7 separate regions of the Mus musculus genome follow, and regions 2, 3, 4, 5, 6 and 7 are each linked to region 1. The links are chromatin contacts, called in public HiChIP or PLAC-seq and promoter capture Hi-C maps. All regions are on one chromosome and are shown on one strand. Each heading gives the region's core, a stretch centred on a gene start, on an enhancer-like site or on the middle of the called end of the contact. The rest is flanking DNA. Distances are from core to core; before and after follow the strand shown. Region 1 holds the start of Napepld (N-acyl phosphatidylethanolamine phospholipase D). Region 2 holds the start of Orc5 (origin recognition complex, subunit 5). Region 3 overlaps Rsbn1l (round spermatid basic protein 1-like). Region 4 overlaps Ptpn12 (protein tyrosine phosphatase, non-receptor type 12). Region 5 overlaps Ptpn12 (protein tyrosine phosphatase, non-receptor type 12). Region 6 holds the start of Ptpn12 (protein tyrosine phosphatase, non-receptor type 12). Region 7 has its middle 17 kb from the start of Gsap.

The links. Promoter capture Hi-C pulls out the DNA fragments that hold promoters and counts their contacts. HiChIP or PLAC-seq counts read pairs in DNA pulled down with a chosen protein or histone mark. Capture Hi-C pulls out chosen DNA fragments and counts their contacts.
Region 2: a contact with region 1 is called in a FOXA1 HiChIP or PLAC-seq map of pancreatic cancer cells. The contact joins the promoter of Orc5 here to the promoter of Napepld in region 1. A contact is called at or near these places in 9 of 39 promoter capture datasets (cranial neural crest, erythroid cells, frontonasal cranial neural crest and 5 more), 1 of 484 Hi-C or Micro-C datasets (B cells), 4 of 115 datasets of contacts at active chromatin or transcription factors (astrocytes, memory CD8 T cells, pancreatic cancer cells and 1 more) and 2 of 9 other capture datasets (embryonic stem cells and liver).
Region 3: a contact with region 1 is called in an H3K4me3 HiChIP or PLAC-seq map of pro-B cells, with 3 times the contacts expected there. The contact joins the enhancer-like site here to the promoter of Napepld in region 1. A contact is called at or near these places in 4 of 39 promoter capture datasets (the 3T3-L1 cell line, liver and pre-B cells) and 2 of 115 datasets of contacts at active chromatin or transcription factors (large pre-B cells and pro-B cells).
Region 4: a promoter capture Hi-C map of the HPC-7 cell line shows a contact between it and region 1. The contact joins the enhancer-like site here to the promoter of Napepld in region 1. A contact is called at or near these places in 2 of 39 promoter capture datasets (the HPC-7 cell line and hippocampal neurons), 1 of 115 datasets of contacts at active chromatin or transcription factors (astrocytes) and 2 of 9 other capture datasets (embryonic stem cells and liver).
Region 5: an H3K4me3 HiChIP or PLAC-seq map of bone marrow-derived macrophages shows a contact between it and region 1, with 2.8 times the contacts expected there. The contact joins the enhancer-like site here to the promoter of Napepld in region 1. A contact is called at or near these places in 2 of 39 promoter capture datasets (hippocampal neurons and liver), 2 of 115 datasets of contacts at active chromatin or transcription factors (astrocytes and bone marrow-derived macrophages) and 2 of 9 other capture datasets (embryonic stem cells and liver).
Region 6: a contact with region 1 is called in a promoter capture Hi-C map of liver. The contact joins the promoter of Ptpn12 here to the promoter of Napepld in region 1. A contact is called at or near these places in 6 of 39 promoter capture datasets (the C10 cell line, cranial neural crest, embryonic stem cells and 2 more), 4 of 484 Hi-C or Micro-C datasets (CD4 T cells, cardiomyocytes, embryonic stem cells and 1 more), 6 of 115 datasets of contacts at active chromatin or transcription factors (astrocytes, embryonic stem cells, extraembryonic endoderm stem cells and 3 more) and 2 of 9 other capture datasets (liver and macrophages).
Region 7: a contact with region 1 is called in a promoter capture Hi-C map of liver, with 2.3 times the contacts expected there. The contact joins the enhancer-like site here to the promoter of Napepld in region 1. A contact is called at or near these places in 4 of 39 promoter capture datasets (the C10 cell line, the HPC-7 cell line, cranial neural crest and 1 more), 1 of 115 datasets of contacts at active chromatin or transcription factors (pancreatic cancer cells) and 1 of 9 other capture datasets (liver).

Annotation. Positions count from the first base shown.
Region 1 is chr5:21,699,940-21,703,219 of GRCm38.p6, forward strand. Napepld (N-acyl phosphatidylethanolamine phospholipase D) reads right to left here and starts at 1,457. Exons shown (of 5, transcript NM_178728.6): 1 at 1,266-1,457.
Region 2 is chr5:22,548,873-22,552,152 of GRCm38.p6, forward strand. It overlaps Orc5 (origin recognition complex, subunit 5), which reads right to left and starts at 1,466. Exons shown (of 14, transcript NM_011959.3): 1 at 1,320-1,466. The coding sequence starts at 1,391. 6030443J06Rik (RIKEN cDNA 6030443J06 gene) reads left to right here and starts at 1,541. Exons shown (of 3, transcript NR_102315.1): 1 at 1,541-1,600.
Region 3 is chr5:20,928,556-20,931,835 of GRCm38.p6, forward strand. The region is part of intron 1 of Rsbn1l (round spermatid basic protein 1-like); the gene reads right to left. Among named protein-coding and RNA genes, the nearest start is that of A630072M18Rik, 21 kb to the right of the region's middle. Within about 2 kb of position 1,571, at least 73 of the 459 cell types and tissues checked have an H3K27ac peak or open chromatin away from gene starts, as enhancers often do.
Region 4 is chr5:21,005,850-21,009,129 of GRCm38.p6, forward strand. All of the region lies in intron 8 of Ptpn12 (protein tyrosine phosphatase, non-receptor type 12), which reads right to left. Among named protein-coding and RNA genes, the nearest start is that of Ptpn12, 48 kb to the right of the region's middle. Within about 2 kb of position 1,467, at least 1 of the 459 cell types and tissues checked has an H3K27ac peak or open chromatin away from gene starts, as enhancers often do. A contact at or near this core is called in the HPC-7 cell line, where this site is marked.
Region 5 is chr5:21,023,009-21,026,288 of GRCm38.p6, forward strand. All of the region lies in intron 2 of Ptpn12 (protein tyrosine phosphatase, non-receptor type 12), which reads right to left. Among named protein-coding and RNA genes, the nearest start is that of Ptpn12, 31 kb to the right of the region's middle. Within about 2 kb of position 1,688, at least 5 of the 459 cell types and tissues checked have an H3K27ac peak or open chromatin away from gene starts, as enhancers often do. A contact at or near this core is called in bone marrow-derived macrophages, where this site is marked.
Region 6 is chr5:21,054,212-21,057,491 of GRCm38.p6, forward strand. It overlaps Ptpn12 (protein tyrosine phosphatase, non-receptor type 12), which reads right to left and starts at 1,700. Exons shown (of 18, transcript NM_011203.3): 1 at 1,438-1,700. The coding sequence starts at 1,536. Gm42221 (a long non-coding RNA gene) reads left to right here and starts at 1,856. Exons shown (of 4, transcript XR_880864.3): 1 at 1,856-2,260.
Region 7 is chr5:21,167,437-21,170,716 of GRCm38.p6, forward strand. No RefSeq gene overlaps it. Among named protein-coding and RNA genes, the nearest start is that of Gsap, 17 kb to the right of the region's middle. Within about 2 kb of position 1,680, at least 51 of the 459 cell types and tissues checked have an H3K27ac peak or open chromatin away from gene starts, as enhancers often do. A contact at or near this core is called in liver, where this site is marked.

The DNA.
Region 1 (3,280 bases), core at 207-2,706:
AAAATAAAAAATAAAAAATCATCAGTTTTGGAATCAGAATCTGTCTGATCGAGTTTGGAATTGTGGGTGGAAAAGGAAACATGATAAATACACTAGAGATGTTTGTCTCTTGGACACTTGCTATATAATTCGTGAAGGGATGAAGCCTGTAAAAATATTAACAAAATAAAATCTTTGAAAATTATGACTGTATTTCCAATTGACTTACACCCATTTCAAACCCTCGATTCCTCTTAGATTCTGATTTTAAATGCACATTTTTGCCCTAAATCTTTAACAGAGCTAACATTTCCTTACAACAAAAATCAAACTATTTTTTTTAATTAGACTGTTGTAAGATACAAGTAATCACCCTTTTAAAGATTATGTAACTTCTTTCTAAATCATGTTGTTACCACTAACTTCTACCCAATGTGACAAAACAGAACTGTTATACGTCCATCTGTTAATAAAGATGAAAATTATTTCTTAATTTAAGAGAAGTGTGTTGCAAAAGTGGCTTTCTGACTTCATGCTAAGCCAAAACCACCCATGCAAGTCACAGCATAACAACGTATAAACAGCCTACAGTAAGGGCAAAGCAAGAATCCCAGACTTTTTTTTTTTTATGTTGTTGACTTTTCTCAATCCCTTAATGTTTTCTGGGTCTGACTGTTAGTACACATTATCCAGGTTCCACTGGAGACCTTGAACGCATATTCACAACAACCGGGTTCATACCGCGCTCCTTGGGAAGAGGAGTCCATATGAACCGCCATCAAGAATAGCCGATCTAATGAGCAAACACAGTACAAAAGAAAGAAAAGGAAAAAGAAAAGAAAGAAAAAGGTCTATTGCCATCCTTCTCTAATCCCGCCTCGTACTTTTATTCATTCTGTGGTTAAATAAGTTACTCTTACTTTAAGAAAAACGGCAATAATGCTTTGGGGATGGATTTTTTTAGGACATAAATACTACACCGAAGCTGAAATAAGTTGCTCTGAGCAAGTTGTGGACCCCATTCATTTACATACAACCAAATGAAGATACACCCACTTGTATTCCTATCGTGGAGCTGTAACCAGGGAGTCTGCAGCAGGAAGGGTAGATCTTAAATCCCAAATACAGCTACTTCCCTCTGGGCGCCTAAAAACGCGGTGGCTCTTCACGTAAGCGGATCCAGAGATGCAAGCTCCGCAACTCCAGAGGTGCGGTAATTCAAAAGAAGCCTGCCACTCACAAGTGCATCTCCAGGAGGAGGCAGGGCTTGGGTGCTAGAAACCTACTCGAAACCCGCTGCACTTCACCGAGGTATCCGAACAGCCCCAGAAAGGCTGTTCCACGCAGATATCGAGACTAAGGAGCAAACCAACGAAAAGGAACCGCGGTCGCCGAACCGCCTCCCGCGAAGATCCAGGCTAACAGCAGGGAGGCTCACCCGCAGGCGCTCAGGTTCCCGGGAAGGCGGCGCGCTGTATGTGGGCGGGGCCATGCCGGTGGGCGGCGCTGGAAGGCGGGGGGCGGAGTTGGTTAGAGGGCGGGATGAAGCGAGGCTGCTGGACGGAGCGGAAGCTCGAGGGGCGGAGCCATCTTGCGAGGGTGGAGCGAAGGGGCGGGCTCACCTTGCGCGGAGCGCAGGCAGGCGCGCGCTGCGTCGCGTCTCCTCGCCTGAGGGCCTCGGCTCTGCGGGCCCAGCCGCTCTACGCCCTCCTCCCGCGTCTCTCCTCCCTCGGCCCGGCCACCCCAGCTCCGCTGAGGACACCAACAGCTGCACGCAGCGCCTCAGCACGCGCCGCCTCCCCATCTTTGGTGGCGGTCGTCTCTGACCATGCGGTCCCAGGCTGCAGCCGGGTCATACCGGGAGCCACCCCCTGCCTGGCCTTTACCAAGATGGCTGCCCCGGAGGACAGAGGCGCAGAGGCCTCGAGGCCATCTTGGTAAAGTCCGCGCAGCGAGCAGAACTGATACCGCAAAGCTCTCTGACCAGTTTGGCTCCCAGCCTTCCAGGTCACGTGAGCTCATTCCTTGACAGTTGCTAAACCCAGAAGAATCTGGTTGCCCAATGTGCCTGTCGTGGCCCACTATGTACAACAGCACTGACAGTCTTGACTAAAGAGCTCGGTTACAGACACTGATTATATATAGTGAGTACTGAGTATAAATGGCTCCACTACCTTGTGTACTCAGTTACATTTTAAATTATGTCAGCCTTCGGCATATAATGTTCTAAATGTCTGGCTTTTTGAAATCTCAGGATAAGATCAAAACATAAAATTACAATTCTGAAATTCTTAACTGGTTGAAATTATTTCAAGAGATAACTTGCAAAGTCATACAGAATTCAATGGTAAATAGATAGGCTGACAGTTTAAATACTCTTGAAGGTCTTTGTGAGATATATTCATAGACCAGAACTAAATAGATTGTGTCTGAGATTGTGTTAGCAAAAAGAAAAGAAAGACCAGGCATTAGTACAGATACGCTAGGAATATGCAAACCAAACTATAATGCATTTAGAAAGTGACTATAGCTATCTAATACTGCAGGACACTATCGATGTATACTTGATTTCCTCAGGGTAGTTTGCAGTTGTAACTGATTGTTTTCCTTTTGCTAGTTTTAAGTGTAAAACTAGCAAAAGTTTAAAGTTTATTCCTGATAGCTCTTTTGCGCCTGGGTGGGGCTGAATAATTCTCGACATGCATTAGCAAATTTTAAAAAAGAAGGGAAGACACACTTCAAATTCAACCCCAAAGGACAGACTGCTATTACTGCTTCGATTCCTAGCATCCTTGCTAGGGAACTTTAAACATGTCATTTCTTGCCCTTATTCCATCAGTCACTGTGAACACATTTTATATACACAAAAAATGGGTCTGCATTGTCATGCTGTTTGGATAAATTTCTGATACAATAATGCTTAAATCATTTGACTCTTCTAAGAAGAAATATTCTGGGTTTCACAACCACAATAGCATTTTCATACAAAAGTAAAAGGTTTAGTTTGACATGCCGCCATGTTCACAGAGTAGTTACCTCAGCACAAGATATGAGTCTATGAGTCAGAAAATGAAAATGGAGTGCCTCTTAGCATGGTGGAGAGAGGAGTCCTCAGGGAGCTAGTGTTTTAGATAAGCAAGGCCAGTGTGTGTCGGGAAGGATCACAGTATGCAGTAAGGTTTGTTTTCCCAACCCAGCAAACACTACAGAAGTTTCAGAACTATGGAAGAATTCGTTGTTTTCCCTAGAGAAACCAAAGGAAGCAAATCAGTACAACAAATTCTATCCTGCAGAGCAAACC
Region 2 (3,280 bases), core at 216-2,715, 850 kb after region 1:
AACTAACCAGCATGCTCCCCTTTTAAACAACGTTCACATTGTCACCTAGAGTTGAAATGAACTCTGACTCCACTGTCACTTAACTTTTCCCCAACATGTGCCACAAGACTGAATCTGGCACAGTGCCACACACAGAGCCAGTGCTCAGAAAATACACACTTGCTAAACATATAAATTAGTCTTCTACGAGCATAGCTAGCTCTTTTTTCTTCTGTAGCTATTTGCTATAGTGGTTCTTTGTATTTCCCACATGCAAACTTCCTTGAAGAAAAATATTGTTTTTGTTAGATGTAGTATTAAATAAGAGCAAAGGTGAAGCCTTTTCTGGGACCCACTGCTAAATCAGCCCTACCTATCTTATTTTGCTAATAAAGTATTCCTCAAAAAAAGAGGAGTACTTTTGGTTAGAATAATCTGGGTTTATCAAGTCCAATGAAGGAATGTACAGAGCATAAACAATTATACATTTCAATAATATAGGTAACTATAACTGAAAGCATTATAACTAGGAACTACAGATGCAGCTGACCTCTAGAATTGCTAACATGACGCCTTTTAGATGGAGGGAAGTACTTTTCCATGACTATTTCATCTGCCACCACAGACGCACTGGATCCGACACTCTGCTGGATGAAAGTACATTTCTAAAGGAAGACTAAATGGCTATTTGTATTTGCTCATCTCCCAGATAAGATCCAAGTGCAATCAATTCTAATTAATGAGCACAATGCAAGGCAACTGAGAGAAATGAATGTTACTTCAGCCTGTGTTCACTTCAGAGGCTAACCTCTCCCCTCTAAATCATCTCATCTGGTCGGCAGGGAGAGAAACCCAAGCGAGACTTCTCCTGGCTTTTATAATTCTAGAAAAGCTGAAGGATTTTAAAGGCTAAACCACAGCGTTACCCTAATTGGCCTTGAAGCCAATCACCTCTCTGTATTTGACCCAATCTATACCTCACTACAACGGGCGAACTGGCGTTTAGTAAACACTCTGCAAACAGACTTCCTACCCAAACCCTGTTCTGCAGCAACTTGCAGTAGCTATTTGGGGCTCACATAATCTCCAAAGTGTGGTCCAAGTAAAAGGAGCACTTCCTAGCCGACGTCCTGTAGAGCAGGCCAGCTCTTCCTCTGCAGTCTCCTTTAAAATAGACTGAGAAGTTTCTTTGGGTAAGTGTGGGGCAGTCATACCGCACCTCCATCTTAACATAAGGGGGATAGCCTACCGCCTCGCAATCCACACAGTACTCCCCCCAAACGGAACGGATCCAGGACGCATTCGCCTCTGGCATTTGGGAAGCAGTCTGACTACAATACCTCTCCAAACAGGGACTGCAAAGTGGACACTTGGGCCTCTCGACAGAGGACCATGCTCTCCAAGTGAGACATTTTGGCGGGCACCACCTGATACTGCAGAGCAGTTGGCCTCCGGTCAGCCCTGCGCCACTCAGGCGTGGTTCACGTAGAACAACCGCAAGCTTTCCGGCCGGAAGCCTGGGCTGGGGGCGGAGCCAGCGCGGTCGAGTGACGTCAGGGAGCCGCGCGACAACGTGGGCCGCTCTAGTCTCCAGGCGGCGGTGCTCAGTGGTCGGTTACTGGTAAGTGGTTATCGCTTCCCACTCTGGCCTGAGCTTTCCAGCCTGAAACCCTTACACAAGCTGAAGGGCGACCTGGGGGCACCTCACCGCCCACCTTCTGTGTCTTCAGTTCCCTCCAGAAAGCCGCACACATAAAAGTACCGACAGAAACGAGTATTCTTTAAAAAAAAATTGGTTTTCCTCTGGCAAGAAAGTGGACAATGGGAACTCTGTGGAACTAACTAAATAAAATCATTTGTTTGTCTTTGCAAGCTTGAAACTAGATGTGGAAGTATTCGAGTGTTAGTGAGGGTAATCAGTAAAATTAACGTTGTCCTTGCACATTTATAGGACACCTGGAAGAAGAAAAGCCTTGAAATGAAAGAATGTATAGGAATAAGAAAATTCGTGTCCAAAGAGAGGGCTTTGGGTCCTGAAAAAAAAATTTGGTCTGGAAACATTGACTCAACTTTTTCTGAATTTTGAGATGTTGGGAGAATCTTTGAACCGTTTATTTATAAACTTCCTTATATAGAACATAAGGACTATAGTAGAGTATTTTTAAGAATAAAAGATAATGTACGCAGTGTCTGCTACACATAGATTTCATAAACAGTGCAAAAAGACAAGGAAAACACGGCACCCATATTAGAAAGAGGCCCATTATGTATTATTGAACAATACAACTGCCTGTGGAGGAAATCTAATTACCACACACACACACACACACTTTGGTTCCAAAGTGGTTGTACAAGTTTGAATTACTACCTGCAATGAAGAAGTATTCCCCTTACTCCACAGCCTCTACCATAAGTAGTTAGTGACAATCCTTTCCCAATCTGTAGGCTGCTGTTTGGTCCTGTTGATAGAGCCCTTTGCCTTACAGAAGCTTTTCAGTTTCATGAGGTCCCATTTATCAATATTTGATCTTAGAGCCTGAGCCACTGGTGTTCTATTCAGGACATTTTCCCTATGCCAGCGTGTTCATGGCTCTTCCCCACTTTCTCTTCTATTAGACTCAATGTATCCGGTTTTATGTTGAGATCCTTGATCCACTTGGACTTGAGGTTTGTGCAAGATGATAAATATGGATCTATTTTCATTCTTCTACATACAGACTGCCAGTTAGACCAGCACCATTTATTGAAGGTGCTTGCTTTCTTTCTTTCTTTCTTTCTTTCTTTCTTTCTTTCTTTCTTTCTTTCTTTCTTTCTTTTTCACTGTATAATTTTGGCTTCTTTTTCAAAGATCAAGTGTTCATAGGTATGTGAGTTTGTTTCTGGGTCTTTGATTCATTTACTTTGATCTGTGAGTCTGTTTTTGTATCAGTATCACACAGGTGTTTTGTATCACTGTTGCTCTTTATTACAGCCTGAGGTCAGGGACTGTGACTCTTCTGGAAGTTCTTTCATTGCTCAGGATTGTTTTGGCTCTCCTGTGGTTTTTGTTTGTTTGTTTGTTTGTTTGTTTCTTATGAAGTTGAGAATTGCTTGTTCAAGGTCTATAAAAAATTGTGTTGGAATCTGTAAATTGCCTTCGGTAGGATGGTCATTTTCACTATTTTAATCCTGCCTATCCTTGAGCATGGGAGAGTTTACATCTAACTGATATCTTCTTCAATTTCTTTCTTTAGGGTGTTGTTTCCCTATTTTTTTTCTCAGACAGTTTATCATTTGTGTAAAGGAAGTCTATTGATTTCTT
Region 3 (3,280 bases), core at 321-2,820, 770 kb before region 1:
GAACATGACTAACATGGCTAACTAGTGTTACTGTGGTAATAAATTATGGGTAGTAAGAACTCATTGATGGAGCCAGTCAGTGGTGGCACACGCCTTTAATTCCAGCACTCAAGAGGCAGAGGCAGGTGAATCTGTGTTTAAGGGTTTAAGGCCAGTCTGATCTACAGTGAGTTCCAAGATGGCCAGAGCTACACAGAGAAACCCCGTGTTGAAACAAACAAACAAACACAACATGGGCTGAAGAGATGGCTCAGTGGTTAAGAGCACTGACTGCTCTTCCAGAGGTTCTGAGTTCAATTGCCAGCAACCTCATGGTGGCTCACAGCCAAATGTAAAAAGATCTGACACCCTCTTCTGGAGTGTCTGAAGACAGCTACAGTATACTTACATATAATAAGTAAGTAAATCTTTAAAAAAAACAAAAAACAAAAGAAAGGAAATCAAAAAACAAACAAACAAACAAACAAACCCATTGATTTATATCCTAAAACTCCAAATGGCTTTATGAAATGCATACTACCTTATTGTTCTTGTTTACTCACTCAGTTTCCTATGACTCTAGCCAAGGGTAAATATATACAAAATAAAAACAAAGTAATACTGCCCTTCCCTTCAAAAGCTGGTTGTTGTTGCTATTGCTACAAAGCTATAACAGAAGCACACAACCTAGTAAAATGGAATCTTTGCAATGTATATGGATACTGTAGAATCCCTTAAAAACTTCTTACTTTAGTAAGCATCACCCTAATCCAGGCTATAATCATATGATAACTAGATGATGATCTCAGCTCGAACTTACCAACAGAAACATAATGTCATCTGCAAATTTGCGTTTTTCAGCAGTCACATTAAAAGAATAACAAGTAGCGGTGAAATTACTTTTAGTAACACATTTTATTTAGCCCAATACATATATAACATCACTTCAAGTTGTTTTTAAATTACTGAACTATTTTCCTTTCTCTTGTCTCTCTTCTTTGTCTGTCTCTGTCTATCTGTGTGTGTAGGGGGCGGGGGTTAAGAGAGCGAGAGATCGGGAGTGGGGTACATGCCACAGCATGCATTGGAGGTCAGAAGACAACTTTATAGAGTCAGTCCACTCCTTGAACTTTTACAGGAATTCCAGAGATTAAATTCAGGCCATCAAGCTTATGCAACAAGTGCCTTGACCGGCTCTGCTGTCTCACCAGCACTGAAATCTGAAACTCAATCCTAACCGCCTCCTTTAAATTACATGCAATTCTGTAACATGAAAAGTTGCGATAACGTGATGTTGTTACTTGCTCAAAAGACAGAAGTTCAAGGTTAGGCACTGCAAGCTTGGTAACTAACAAACTTTCAGATACCTACTCTCAGCTGTCAATTTTCCATGTTGTCATGTCTCCATCCCTTCATAAGTAAGGGCTTATAATGGAAACAGGATCTTGGCACTGCTGGTTTCTTTAACACATTGTTCCTGAGAGGACTGGTTCTTTATCAGTTTTGATTTATTTATTTTCATGACCAAGAATAGCCGGTTGTAGGTAATGACTCATGTCTTTAATCCCAGCATATGAAAGGCGAATGCTGGCAGATCTCTGAGTTTGAGGCCAGCCTGGCCTACATGGTGAATTCCAAGACAGCCAGAGCTACATAGTGAGAACATGACTCAAAAAACGTAGTTTTATCCTTCACAGTCTAACCTAAAGCTTAGAATAAACTTTCTCACTTGTCTCTCATCATAACCCTTATAATGACAGCAAGAATTATTCTACTGTAGAACAGCACAGAGTTTGGAAAGTCACACTTCCCATAAGTGCAATTTAGAAAGTGTAAAAAGGTATCAAGACAGTTACTGTCAATAACAACAACCAAAAATCAGGAGAATAAAACTGGGTGTTCAGAAACAAGCCCACCTTACAGGCAGCTCAGTTTTCACAATGGAGACAAAAGAATCTTTTCAACAGACAGCACTACACCTGGATAGTCACATTCAAAACAAAAGAGGAACTCCTGAGACTCCTAGAAGGCAGCCTAGGAGACCTACATGGTGTATGTCCTTGTAGGGGGCAGGGAGATACTGCATAAAGGCATAGTGTGCCAAGGAAAAGAACTGATAGTCTAGACTCATTAACATTCTTTAACAGCCACTATCAAGAGAACAGAAAGGCAAACCACAGAAGAGAGATAGATCTGATCAACCTCTACTATTCAATGTAGACTCCTCTTACAATTCAACAAAAATGCCAGACTTTAAAATGGGTCAAAGACTTCCCCATAAAAACTGTGCAGAAGACAAATAAGCACGCATGCAAAGGTGTGTGTCACATCGTCTGTCACCAAAACTACAAAACACAGCATGTCACCACATGACTATAAAATTGGCCAAACCCCAGAACATTGTCAGCACCATTAAATACCAGTAAACACCAGGAACAGGAATTCTCATTCGTTGCTAGTGGGAATGCAAGACACTACGTAGGAAGACTGTTTGCAGATATAATCCAAGAGCTAAAACCTTACTTTCACACAACAACACATAAATAAGTAGTTATACCAGGTTCATTCATAATTATCCAAAAACAGAAGGAAGCAACCAAGATATTCTTCAGTGGATGAATGTAAACTCTGGTGCATCCAAACAATTCGATATTCTTCAGCACCAAAAAGAGACAGGAGCTATCAAGCCATGCAAAGACATAGGAAAATGTACATGAGCATTACTAACTGAAAGAATACAGTGTAAAATGCCACATGCTACATAACTTTAACAACACAGCAATCTAGAAAAGCCTGGAGCTTGATTGCCAGCCATTCTAAAAAAATTGGCAAGCCTTAGGATCCAGTGAGAAAATCTGTCCCATAAAAATAAAAAAACAGTTTAAAAAAAAAGTAAGGGCCACCAAGATGGCTTACGTGTAAGGCACCTGACCACACTGACCTCACATGAAGGTACAAAGTGAGAACCACGCCCACCGAAGCTGTCCCTTATCTCCACACAGAAACCACAGCATGTGCATGCCTGCACTCACACTAGCAAAAACAATAAAATATGGTGGCTCCCAAAGCATGACACCCAGAAGGACATCTGGCCTCCCCATGCATGCACACAAAACAAACAACAAAAACTGTCTAGAACAGATAGAAACTAGATAAAATATTCCTGAAATAGTACATGAAAACAGAGAGACTATCATATGTATATGTATGCATATATGAATACACACCTATCTATCTATCTATCTATCTATATTTTTTCACATGCACACACATTCAAATATCCATCCACATAATCAGATAT
Region 4 (3,280 bases), core at 217-2,716, 690 kb before region 1:
ACAAACCCGGGCTGGGCTCCAGCAGAACACGCTGAAGCTACACTGTTTTTACAACGACTTTAATTAAATGGAAGGAAGCATTCTTGTGAAGTATGCTCGCTCTAGAGCTGGGTGTGGGAGGCCTGCCTATGGTGACGAGCACTTCAGAGACTGAGGCATGAGTACTTGAGGTCCCAGCCAGCTGGGGATAGGTTTTAAGATCCCAACAAACACACTTTATATTAAATGGGTACGTTTTCTTTCCTTTTGTAGATGTGCTTTTAAGTTACTTCAGTTAACACACTGTCTTCTAACAGCATTAAATCATCATTTTTCCCCCATACATGGTTTCTCTGTGTAGCAAGCCCTGGCTGTCCTGGAACTCTTTCTGTAGTCTATCTAGGCTAGCCTCAAAACTCAGAGATCCATCCTCCTCTGCCTCCCAAGTGTTGGGGTTAAAGGTGTGCACCACCATCACCACCCTGTAAATAATTTTTAAAACTAGAAAAACCCTACTGAAATAGACTTATGAATTATAGTTATTGGCTGAATAACAGGATGGAACAGGAAATAATTTCAAACAAGTTGTTAAAAAAAATCAAGTTAAACCATTTCTTTATCTTTCAATATCAGAACAAAAGCTTTCTTTTTTGACCACCATTAATTAACTATGAAAAGATTGTTTTAATCTAGTAATTTGTTAGATGGTTTCTGTATATCTACCAGCAAACCAATTCTCCTGGAGGCAGCTCTCTTTACTAATCAAAAGACACCAGTTAGGTAAGAAAAGTCAAAATTGAAATAAATCAACCTTTTAAAAAAGTAATTAACCAATAATCTCTCTTTTTTTTTTAAAGATTTATTTTTATTTATATGAGTACACCAGAAGAGAGCATCAGATCTCAATACAGGTGGTTGTGAGCCACCATGTGGTTGCTGGGAATTGAACTCATGTTGGTGTCCTACTCATAATGTTCCTGCTTCAGTTTCCAGAATGCTGGGATTACAGGCATAACTACCGTGCTGTGTTTTCTTTATTTATTTCTTATAGTAAAATTCAATTACAGATACAAATAGTTTAGCAGGACAAATTTAGTGTGATTTTTGAGAAACTCTGATTCTAAGGTCTTTTGAAATATCAAGATAGAAAATAGAAAAACTGCCTAAGGAATCAAGTAAATTTTATACTACTTGGAAACATACATATTTATCTAGTGAAATTCTAAAATTAGGTTTTGAAATATCTTATACATTACTGTACAATATAACCATGATTATACTGTAAACTACTGTGAACCTTCTATTTTTATGATTGATTCAACATTTATTCTTTTAAAAGTTGTATTCTCCCTAACATTTTTCTATACACTATAAATGTAGACCTTAAGCATGGATGAGGTGGTTTAGATGAGTAATGTCTTCCAGACTCACACATTTGAACACTTGGTCCCCAGTTGGTCCCCTTTAGGAGGTTGGTGTAACATGAGACCTTTAGGAAATGGGGCCTTGTTGGAGGACAAATATTGGTAGGCTTGCAGGGTTTAGCCTTGCCTTACTTTCTGATGCTGAGGCTATTCCCCAACATTATGCACACTCATCCTCTGAAACTGTAAGCTAAGTCAACCCTTTCTTATTTAAATTTATTTTGGGTCATGATATTTTATGACAGCAATAGAAAAAACATACAATTCAAGTAGCAGCTATTTTTCCTGTGTTTAAAACCTAGCTTAGTTGTTTCCTTTGCTGTCTCCCTGGTTTTTGGGTTTTTGTTGGTTTGCTCCTTTAGGATTGTATTGTTGTTAATTCTCTTCGTCTTTGTGAGACATAGTCTCACTCTGCGGCCCAGGCTGGGCTCCGACAGTCGCTATGCAGTGAGATTATAGGCATGAGCCACTTTAGGGAGCCTTTGAATAATTTTACATTAAAACTAAGTTAGGTAAGGTGTTTCTTCCTTCTTTGGTATCCTAGGAATGGGGAGGTAAAAGTTCAAGGCTCACCTTGGCTATTAAGACCCCGCCTTTTAAAAAAAGAGTAGTGGTCATTCAAAGAAGCCACAGAACATTAACAAACCTTTCTGAAAAGTGTTTCAGAGCTCGTTAGTTCTATCATAAATAATACGGAGTTTACTGGAGTAGAAAGTCTGTCAGATGAGACAGGGAACAAAGAAGTCACAATATTTAAGGACATAAAAATCCTATAAATGTTTAGGCACACATTCTTAATTTCCCAGATATGAAAAAAAATTAAGGCTATCTTCCTTCCAACTGGAATGTTTCTTTGCTTTTCATTTAAAATATTTCATGGCTTATAAGTAGGAAAAATAATCAGACAATAAAAACAGGTCAATGAGCTCAGTTAAAAACACCTGCTCTTATTTAACACAACCTCTAACCTGCACTCGGAACACAAAATTAGTTACCCCTTCAAGAATGGCAGAATTTGAAGGCTGTGTTTACATGACTTCTTATGTCTCAACATGACTAAATTTGCAAAGACTAATTGGAACTTAGTATTACCTGGAAAGAGTGAAAACATTTTACAGAGCAGTTTAACAGAGATATAGCTAAACTTAAGCCTGTTAAGGGGCAGGTCATTACTTTGGGCAATGCTACACAGCACAATTTAATAAAGATGTCCAGTAAATGTATACCAACAGTTTATATTTAACTTACTACAAAAATGCTATGTCAGGTATCATAGCACACATCTATAATCCAAGCAGAAGAGTGGAGGCAAGGAAGATAGCCTTGGCTATTTAATAAGTCTGATACCAGCCTGGCCTACATAAGATGCAGTGATAAGCCTTCAATTCTCAAAAAAAAAAAAAAAAAAAGTGGGGAGATTAGAATATTTAACAATAAATATCACCCACCATAATTCCTTAAAAGGTGAAAAAAAAAAAAAAGAATGCTCGTTTCATGTTTGCTTAAGATTTCAGAAGTTTGTAAACTATAATTTCAGGGTATGACAACAATGGTACAGACATGGCAGCTTGCTCCTCGGGAACAAAATCCAGCACAGGATGTTTGTCACTTGGAAAACACCTTACAATCTACATCGTAAGAGCTATGAAATTCAGGTATATCTTACAAATGACATCTATGCTGTGTAACTAGCAATGAATTCTTTTAAACTCTCATGTTTAGTATGTGTCAGGTAAGGCTTTGTCTGTCCCCTCTCTTTCCTTCCCTTCTTTCTGCTAAGGGACAACATTATCGGGAGGTAGCCCTGAGCGGCTAAAGCTCACATCAGCCTCCTTGGTTTGGGGTTATAAGCGTGTCCCTACACCCAGCACTTCTCT
Region 5 (3,280 bases), core at 438-2,937, 680 kb before region 1:
GAGTTACGTAAATCCTTACTCAAACTATGTTTGTTTACTTATGTGTATATGAGGGCATGGGACAGTATTGAACATGCGTGCCACATGGGCTGTATCAGAGAATGGACTGCAGCATCTGCTTCTCTCCTTCCACCACGTGGACTCTGGAAACAACTCAGGTCGTCAGGCTTGGCAGCAAGTAAGTTAGCTCATGGAGTCATCTTGTAAGCCTCTATCTATGTTAAGGCCAGCCTGGTCTACATACTAAGTTCTAGAGAGACCCTATTTCAAGACAACAACAAAAGACCAAAATCTTACAAACCCAAAAAACTATAATAAATATTTAGAAATGACTTTAGATTTAGATAGAAATTGCAAAAATAATGTAGAGTTATAGCTAACTGCTACTGAGATTTCTAATAATAGCTACAAATTTGTGTTGGGTAGGAATATTTCAACCAGGACCTTGCTATACAGTCTGGACTAGTTTCGAACTCATGATTCTTATGTTCTTTTTTTTTTTTTTTTTTTTTTTTTTTTTGGTTTTTCGAGACAGGGTTTCTCTGTATAGTCTTGGCTGTCCTGGAACTCACTTTGTAGACCAGGCTGGCCTCGAATTCAGAAATCTGCCTGTCTCTGCCTCCAAACTCATGATTCTTTGTACTTAGCCTCCTAAGTGCTGGGGTTATAGGAATAGCCCCCTTTTCTGTCTTAAGACTAAAATCCTATATAAATACAGCATAATTATCAAACCCAGAAAATTCAGTTATAAAACTATTAAGTAACAATTTTCTTGATGTTTTCTAAGATTACACATAGATTTAGTTATTCCTTCTTCTTTGTCTCTTCAAATTACAAGTTTTCCTAATTTATGACTTTTGACCAGGAGGAAACTATATATTTTGGGGGACTAATACCATAAGACTAAAGACTGGCGAGACGGCTGGGTAGTTATAGGCCATTGCTGCATTGCAGAGGATCACAGTGATTCTCAATGCCCCTGCCAGATGGCTCACAACCACTTGTAACTCCAGCTTCAAGGGATCTGATGAACTCTGGCCTCCCCAGAGAACCTGCACACATGTGGTGCACATAAACCGACACAGGCACAAACATGTATGTACATGCTCACATACATAAAGAAAAAAAGAATACTACAGAATTATATTTGTTCTTAATGTACAGCTTCATGGTTGAAGACAGGGTGGTTCCTGAGGTACATACACATCTTATTACTTGTAATTTAAAGAAACCTCAGACATCTGGTTGGTAAGGTATTAGAGCTGCCTAATAATTACTACCTTTGGTTTAGAAAGGATCAGAATATGTACACTGTAACTATGACTATCACATTATGGCCTTTTAATCCACAATGAATCAGAAAGCCAATTAACATACAAAAAGAAAAACTAGAAATGGAAACAGCTATGCATAAACTAAACTATTACAAGGCCAACTACAATGAGTAACTTATTTTTCATTGGTTCAAATATTATATAAAGCACTAAAGTTCTTTTTTCTTATTTTTGGGGGATAAAATCTTTATTTTGGAAATTTGTAGGAAGAGATATAAGACAGACATAAGAATAATCTCTATGTAAACTATCTCTAAAAATTTTTCAGGCACTAAAATGGTTACATGTTTGCTAGTGCTCTGACACTGATTTCATTCACATTATGTGGCTTCCCTTTTTAAAGTACCATTTAGAAAAGAAAATAGATGTTCCAAAAATGCTGCTTCTGATACATGAGGCTAGAATATTCAGTCAGGATAATGCTGACTAACTGTAAATGCTTCCTCTTACTATGTTCGCCAGTAATAAGGGGTCCCAGTTAATAACTGTTATCCATACGGCATACCACTCTCTAGTCAAAGTACCTCTAAGGTAGAGTACAACAACTGGTTCCAAAATGATAGTTAAGATCCTTAGCCTACATGTTAGGCTGCCTACGTGCAAGGTGGGAATTTCTTCCTTACTCTTAAAAGTTTCTTAAGATGAAAAAGTTTAACCATACACAATGTGAAGTAATATAATCTTCCTATTTAACAACAAAATAGGCAGACTATTTCCATTTCACCAACTCCAAAGCCTTTCTCACTTTTAGCCCTTACAAACAAACAAACATAGGTAAGTAACCTTTTATCTAATAGAGAAATTTAATTCTGGGAATAGTTTCTAGGATTCAGGATGTATTAAGAACTCTTGTTGGACATTAATCCACACTTGTAATCCCAGCACTAGGAAGGTTTGAGGCTAAGGCAAGTATGAGATCTCTATTTCAAACCCAAGCAGGAACAACAAAAAGAATTCTTTTTTTTTTTTTTTTTTCAGGATTGCAAATGGTTTATTGTTTTTGCTTCCACTGGAAATCCACAGTAATAAACTTTATCTATAATTTCATTTGGACAGAACTGAAAATAACAAATATTTTATCTTTCATTATTTTTTTCTAACAATAGGACCTCTTAGATTTACTGGTTCTAAAAAAGAATTCTTATAACACACTAAGATTAAAATAAAGTTTTCTTTAAAAAACTGGAAGACTTTTCACCAAAGAATTAGCTAACAGCACATGAAAAACACATCAAATTAGAAACACATCAAGAAGCACTAGAAAAACTATCACCAGAAGTCTGGACCTGGGACGATGTCTCGTGGTTGAAGCAGCTGAGTGCTTGCTGAGTACATATGAGCAGCTAGACAGTGGGACTAGCCTTAACAGTGAGCTCTGAACTTCATTAAGACTTTGCTTCAATCTGAAGAGCAACTGAGGAAAACTGCCAGCATTGACCTCAGGCCTCCACAAGCACGTGTGAACAGGTGTACACACTCAGAAAAGGAAAGTCCTGCAGCTAACTAAGTACAATGGCTCACACCTCTAACTCAGCTGCTCAGGAGGCTGAGGAAGGAAGGATGCTTGTAGCTAGCAGCTTAATACCAAGCAGACACAGTCTCAAGCAAAAATCCAAAACTTACGAGTGCTGGTAGGAATGTGGGCAACTGGTGCTTACATACTAATGTTGGAAATAGAAAACAGGATAGTGACTTTGAAATACATTTATCTCAATTTTCTTAAAAAGCTAAACAGAAGCTAGGTGTTGTGGTACATGCCTAAAGGTTCACTGTTACAGGCTGAGGCAGGAGGAGTAAGAATTCAGAATCCAGCCTCGGCTACACAGCAACTTGCTGCCGCATAAAACCAAAAAGGTTAAATATAAACTTCTGTAGGTCTGCAATGATATTCCTACATATGCACTTAAGAATAAAAGTGTGTTTATACAAAAATCTTTACCACACCA
Region 6 (3,280 bases), core at 450-2,949, 650 kb before region 1:
GTCTACTTTTCAAGCCATTAACAATTTTAACACTAAAGTTTTACTAGACAGAAATCTCTTTAAAATGTGAACACCCACTTCAGTACTAAAAATCACTTCATTTGCACTTTAAATAAAAACTAGCAAATGTTTCGTAGCCACTCATTTTTATAGACCTCAACTGCATATGGCTTTTCATAACCAAATTTCAGATGAACTGATTATTCTTAGAAGTGCACCTTGTCCAGAGCAAAATTTTCCCTAGTTCATTTGCTATTCCCAACCCCCGCTAAAGAGCGAAGGACTTCCCAAAGTCCCATTTCCTTTTCCATTCCCCAGACCTCCAGGGTTTACAACGCCCCAGTCTTGCGCAACATCCGTAGGAGCAGCAGCCGCAACCACCGCCTCCAAAGCCGGGAAACAACCCTAGAGGGAACATTGTCCAACAGAAAAATAAAAGGAGCGAGGAGGGGGTAATGTAGGAAGTCAGCTTCTGGTCCCACGCCTTCGGAATTGATACCCTCTCTCCAATTATGCACCTAGAGAAATTTCACATACTAGACTTTTAACCCCCACCTCCACTCACTCAAGCCTGCCTACACAAGCAGAGGGCGGAAAGGGGGGTGGCGGAAAAGGGGGGACGGGAAGGTTATCTCCCAGGGCTTCAGCCCATATAGTCGCCTCCACCCTACCATGACTATTGTTCCCAGCTTCCCCACCCCCACCCCGGATAGGAAGTGATAGTCACATCCCCTCCGGCTTCGGCAATATCCCCTCAAGTCCGGAGTGAGCTTCCTTCAGGATAACCCCCATCCACACTGATATCCCCCTCCCTTTTCGATCTAAAGTCACACTGGCCTCACAGCCACCTCAAACCTGGGTCTCAGGACGAAAAGAAACCTGACCAGATAAATGGAGATCAGGTAAACCATGAGATTCCTTATGGTCAAGCCTCTGGCAAGCGCTGAGCTAATAACTGTGAACCCAGACACGGAGTCGTCCTGCCGTCCACTCGGACCAAGGCCGGCATCCGTACAGGGACCCAGCGAGTTAATGCTCTACACCCTCGCTCTCCGGCAGCCTCGAGCCGCTCCGCTGGCCGCAGCCAGACAGCTCGCCTCGACCCTCCCCGGAGGGGCAGGCGGGGAAGGCAGGCGTGGGAAGGCGAGCCCGCACTCCAGCCGCCGCCGCCCGGCCGGGGAGACAATAGGTAGTCGCGGGCGGCGGGGCCGGAGCGGGCTGGGCCGGGGAGCGCAGGTAGCGGCCGCGGAAAAGAGAGGCTGAGGGGCGGGGGTGACCTCGCCTCCCGCAAGCTCGCCGACGGCGCTCGCGGCTGGGCGCGCGCCCCGCGCCTGTCCTCGCACCGCACACAAAGCGCTGGCAGCCCCGACCGACCGGGAGAGGCGAGGGGAGCTCGGCGGCTGGCGACACGAGGCGCCGGCGAGAACGGACACTCACCATGAAGTCCCGGGCGAAGTTGTCCTCCCCATTGTGATCCGGACTCTTCATGGCCTGGACCCTCTGGATGAACCTCCTCAGGATCTCCACTTGCTCCATCCTCCCGCGTCCCCCCCGCCGCCCGCCCGCGCGCCGCAGCGCCCGCTCCGTCTTCCCCAGCTCGCTCCGGCCCGCCCTCCCTCCCCGCCGCGCCAGGCGGCTGCGGCTGCGGCGGCACCGGCCGGGCTCCCCGCGCAACTTAAAGAGCAGCGTCGCTTTCCCCTACTACGAGGCGAGCCGCGGGCTAGCGCCGGCCCCAACCCCCAGCCTGCCCCATCCTCCTTCCCCGCCCTCCTCAGTCCGAGACGCCGCCGCCTCAGGAACACGGCTCTCAGTTCGCCCTGCCCCCTTCCCGGTTCTGCCTCCCCCCCCACCCCCCACCAGCAGCCGCAGCCGCCTCTCCCCACGGGCGCGCCCCCGCCGCCACCCAGACGCGCGGGCTCGTACGGCGGCCCCGCCCCAGAGCGAAGACCCAGCCGCCCCCGCACGCCCGCCCGGGCCCGCCCCCGCCCGCTCTGAGTGGCTGGAAGCCGCTTCCGGGGCGTGGCCCTCTCCTAGGGCGCTCGCCGCTCGCTGCGGTGAGGCTGGCTTCTGGTGGACGTCCTACGTCTGGAAGCCCGGCCAAGCCCAGTGGGTCAGACAGTAAACTTCAGATGGGGCTTGCGGCCTCCGGGTTTGGCGGGGAGGGAAAGCTGATTCCAAAAGTGCTTCAGCGCTACTGCCGGCCGCGGGCTGGGACTACAAGACCCGCCTGCAGGAGTGCCCGGAGCAGGGTGGGACAGAGGTATGCTGGGAACTGTAGTAGAGCCTTCACCTTCGCTTTACGAATGCCTTGGTGAGGGTCTCCCAAGGCTTTGGCACTTTGGCTAGGAGAAGCCAATAGTTTCCAGAGTGAAAGGGTTTACTCTTCGCAATCTTTCTAATCCCAGTGAGGGAAAGCTCTTAATTCGTAATGCATCTTTCTCATTGCACCTTTTTTTGCCAAGAGGAAGACAATATTGCTTCCTATCTTTAAATTCTCACGGTTTCAGAGTTGAATGGGTGACATTCTTTCGTAGAATAGAATTTGTGACTCTTAGCAGACAGAGAGCGTGCTGATGCAATCTGTCCTTTCATAAATAGAAATGATTTGTCCAAAGTTCACCCCCCCAACATGTTCATGTGGAGTCAGAACTAAAACGCAGGTTCTTTTACTTTGACTCTAACTTTTACTTTTTCTCGAAAGGACGAGAGTTTGTAGTAGTACACAGTTGCACAACTGAGGGATTTGATCCATGGACTGACTTTGGTCACCTACACCCACAAACAAAAAACATGTTTTCACAGAACAGGCTGCCAGGAAATATGCTTAAGATAGGAAATATCAATGCAGGAAACATTTCCTAAACCGATATTTGGCCGCACTGTGAAATTTAATTAAAAAGAAAATCGAAGACAACACATGTGAGTAGCAATATACAGTTACACTTTAAAATAAAATACAGGAAATAATGCATCTGATATGTACCAACTCACTTCTCTCAAAGCATTTCAAGAGATGCTTTCCATACTAAAATAAACTTTTGAAAGGAGTGTCTGTAGTAATTTAACCCACTACACAGGCTAAATTTCACTGAATGTAAGCAAAAGATTCAGGCTCGATGGGGACAAATAGGTAAATGGCAGAAATGCTTTAACTTTTATTTATGTCTCTATATTTTGGGTTCTCTCAGCCAGGGTCTCACTCAGTAACCCAGGCTGGCATGGCTGTCTTCCTGCCTCAGCCTCACAAGTGCTGGGAGCATAGACATGGGCCACAGTGATC
Region 7 (3,280 bases), core at 430-2,929, 530 kb before region 1:
TACTTGCTTGGTTAGAGTTACCCTAAGCTATTTCATACTGTTTGAGGGTATTGTGAAGGGTCTTATTTCCCTGGTTTGTTTGTTTGTTTGTTTGTTTGTTTGTTTACATGATTTATTTGCCAGTGTGTGCAGTGAAGATGAAGACCTGAGACACATACTGACATAAACTTGGGTAGAGCCAAACTTTGGGGTGATAGAAGTTTGCTCTAGTGTTGTTTCCATCTCTACCTCCACATTTTCCAGAACCCCGCAGACATCGACTCTGATGATGCTCCTTTCTTTTGTGAAATCTGCAAACATTTGTTCATAATGGACTCATAAGACTTGATATGATGCAAATGCAGTGTACCTGATGCGCTGATGTTTTATGTTCTATAGGGAATTCTGACAGAACTAGGACACATTGGTTGGTGTCTTTGCCCCACCCTCTGTGTGTGTGTGATAGGGTGTCACTATTGGAGCCTTGGCTGTCCTGGAACTGGATGTAGACCAGGCTAATCTTGATCTTCACAGAGATCTTCACTTGTTTCTTCCTCTCAAGTGCTTGGATTATAGGCATAGACCACAAAACAAAAATCATCTGGGTTTTTGTTTTTTTTGATTTGGGGGTGGATTATTTATTTAGTTTTGGGTCAATGTCTTACTATGAGGCCTTAAGCTTTCTAGGGAGACCTCTGTATATATTTGGTAAATAGTCTAAAACTATTTAAAATCTAAAAATGGTTAAATTTGTGGATTCTAGAACCTACTGATATAAAGAGCCAAGAAGTTGTAACCTCATGAAAAATAGTCTATTGGTGGACAGGCCACTAGTGCGGATGTTGTCCGCTGAGTTCCACATTTCAATATGTACGCTACCTGGCAAAGGACAAAACGTATAGAAAAGGAAGACCCTGAACCTTTGTTACTGGAGGACGCCAGCTACCTTTTCTTTCCTTCAGTCTCAGGGTTTTTACATGGGAGGTGTTTGGAGAGAGTGGTAGAGAGGCAGGAAGAGAAGATAGATTTTTGCTGTGGGCCCTCCACACAGAGCAAACTGGGACTTATGGAAGCTGGAGGTCAAAAAATGGCCAAGACTGACTATGAACTTGTTTTAGGGTCTGTGGCTTGAAGGTGAGGGTATTAAAATTATTTTAAAATGTGTGTTTGTATGTGTGTGGTATGCATGTGCATGTATCTGTATATGTGTGTGTGTGTGTGTGTGTGTACACGCTCTCATGCATACAGGTGTATATGTGTGTGTGTGTGTGTGTATGCATATAGTGGGTATGTGTATAGATGTGTGTTTGTGTACAGGCTGGAGGCCAAAATCAGGTATCTCTATCTCTCTACAACTTTATACAAGGCAAAGTCTTACACTGAACTCAGAGGACTAGTCATCTCAGCTATTCTGTAGCAAACTGCTCCGGAGATCCTGCGTGTCTCACACAGTGAGATGCCAAGTGGGCTGCCACACCCACACAACATTTACTCGGGTGCTGAGGCTCTCCCTGCTCCTCACACTTGTTCAGCAACCACTTACCCACAGAGCCATTTCCCCAGCCCTGGTTATTAAAATTAAGAATTCCTTAAGGGCCCAGATCTTGAAGAATAAATCTCGTCTAAAACCAAGGCACAGTAGCAAAGAGGGTGAACAGTGCAGGCTTTGGGCTGTGCTTTTCTTCTTCTTTGGGTCTGGCTTTGTTCTATAGTGTCAGCAATATGGCGTCTGGCCAGCGGCAGCACATTTTGTAAGCCTGTTCCACTGAAAACTATTACAATTTGGAAAAATTCCCAGTTGCATAGTCCTCCGGAAATGCCGAGTGCTTTCAGAGCTTTGCAGCCATTATCACATCTATTAGTTTAGAGTCAATTCTCTGCTTGCTTCTCTATCAAATTGTATGGCTTGGGCTCATCAGAGGGGGAGAGACTTTAGCTTTGAGGAGACATGATCACATTATCTGTAGAAATCACATTTTCTCTCCACAGGCTTGGACTGCTGCTGCCCATAAGCATTAGCTTTATCATTTCTTTGCTTCAGATGTCCTCAGAAAATGACAGAACAATGCCTTCCAAGGTTCCCACAGTGCAGATAAAGGAAAGTGGGCTGGTAGGAGCATAGGTCACATTGGAACCATTTGGCCTTTGCCTCGTGTGCTTCAGTGCGTTCCTTTCTGTTTGCCTGTCCATGTGTGAAGAAGACATAATTACACCTGCTTCTTATTTGCCTCAGAGGAATGTTCCAGAAACACATTTCAGGATCCTATAAAGTCCCTAGAGCACAGAGAAGTAAAATTACAAGAAAACTCATAGTTGTCGGAATAGTCCTGCAAACCTTGGCTAATTCTATCAGTTTATTAATGAAGATGCATTGCTGTATTATTGCTATATTCAATTTCGTTGAGTGTCTCTGTGCTCTGTGACTTGGTACCTTGGTGCATATGTCTAAGAAGAGAGTTTGCAGGATGGATATTCAGCCAAAAATGAAGGCTTGAAATGGCCCATTTCCTTTGAACTCATTTGTGTTGAGGGTTATAGTGGAAAGGAATGAGCTAAAGAAGGACTACTCGGTGAGCAGCTCTACCCTTCACCATACACATGCTAGGATTTTTCTGGTTCATGGCAAAAAAAACAAAAACAAAAACAAAATCACTTAGGTCAGCAAATATTTCTTCAGGTCAGAAGTGGTTGTTTCATTCTGGTTCACCCTCAGACTCATGCTCAGCTGTCTGTCTTACCACTTGTCTAAGGATGGTACCACCACAGCAGGCTGGCCCCTCCTACACCTACTAATAATCAAGATAATCTTCTGAAGACATGCCTTCAGGCCAGTCTGATCTAAGCAACTCCTCCAGTGATGTTTTCCTATCAGATGACTGTGGGCTGTGTCAATCTGACAGTTAAGGCAAAACAGGGTAGCGACTGTGAAGAGAATCATTGGAAGAAGTGGGCCATTGATTGGGAAGAGAGGGGGAAGTGGTGTCTCTGAGGGGACAAGAGAGGGTAACAGGGGGTGGGCATGTATACAAATGTTACTGTGCTGGTTGGTTAGTTTTGTCAACTTGACACAAGCTGGTGTCATCTGGGAAGAGGGGACCTCAAATGACAAAATGCTTCCATCCTATTACCCTGTAGGACTTCTATGGAGGCATTTTCTTGTTAATGATTGATGTGGGAGGGCTCAGGCTATTGTGGAGGGCCTCACCCCTGGGAAGCTGGCTTCTATAAGAAAACAAGTTGAGCGAGGCACGGAGAGCAAGCCAGTGACCAGTCTTCCTCCATGCTTCCTGCTTCTGCTCCT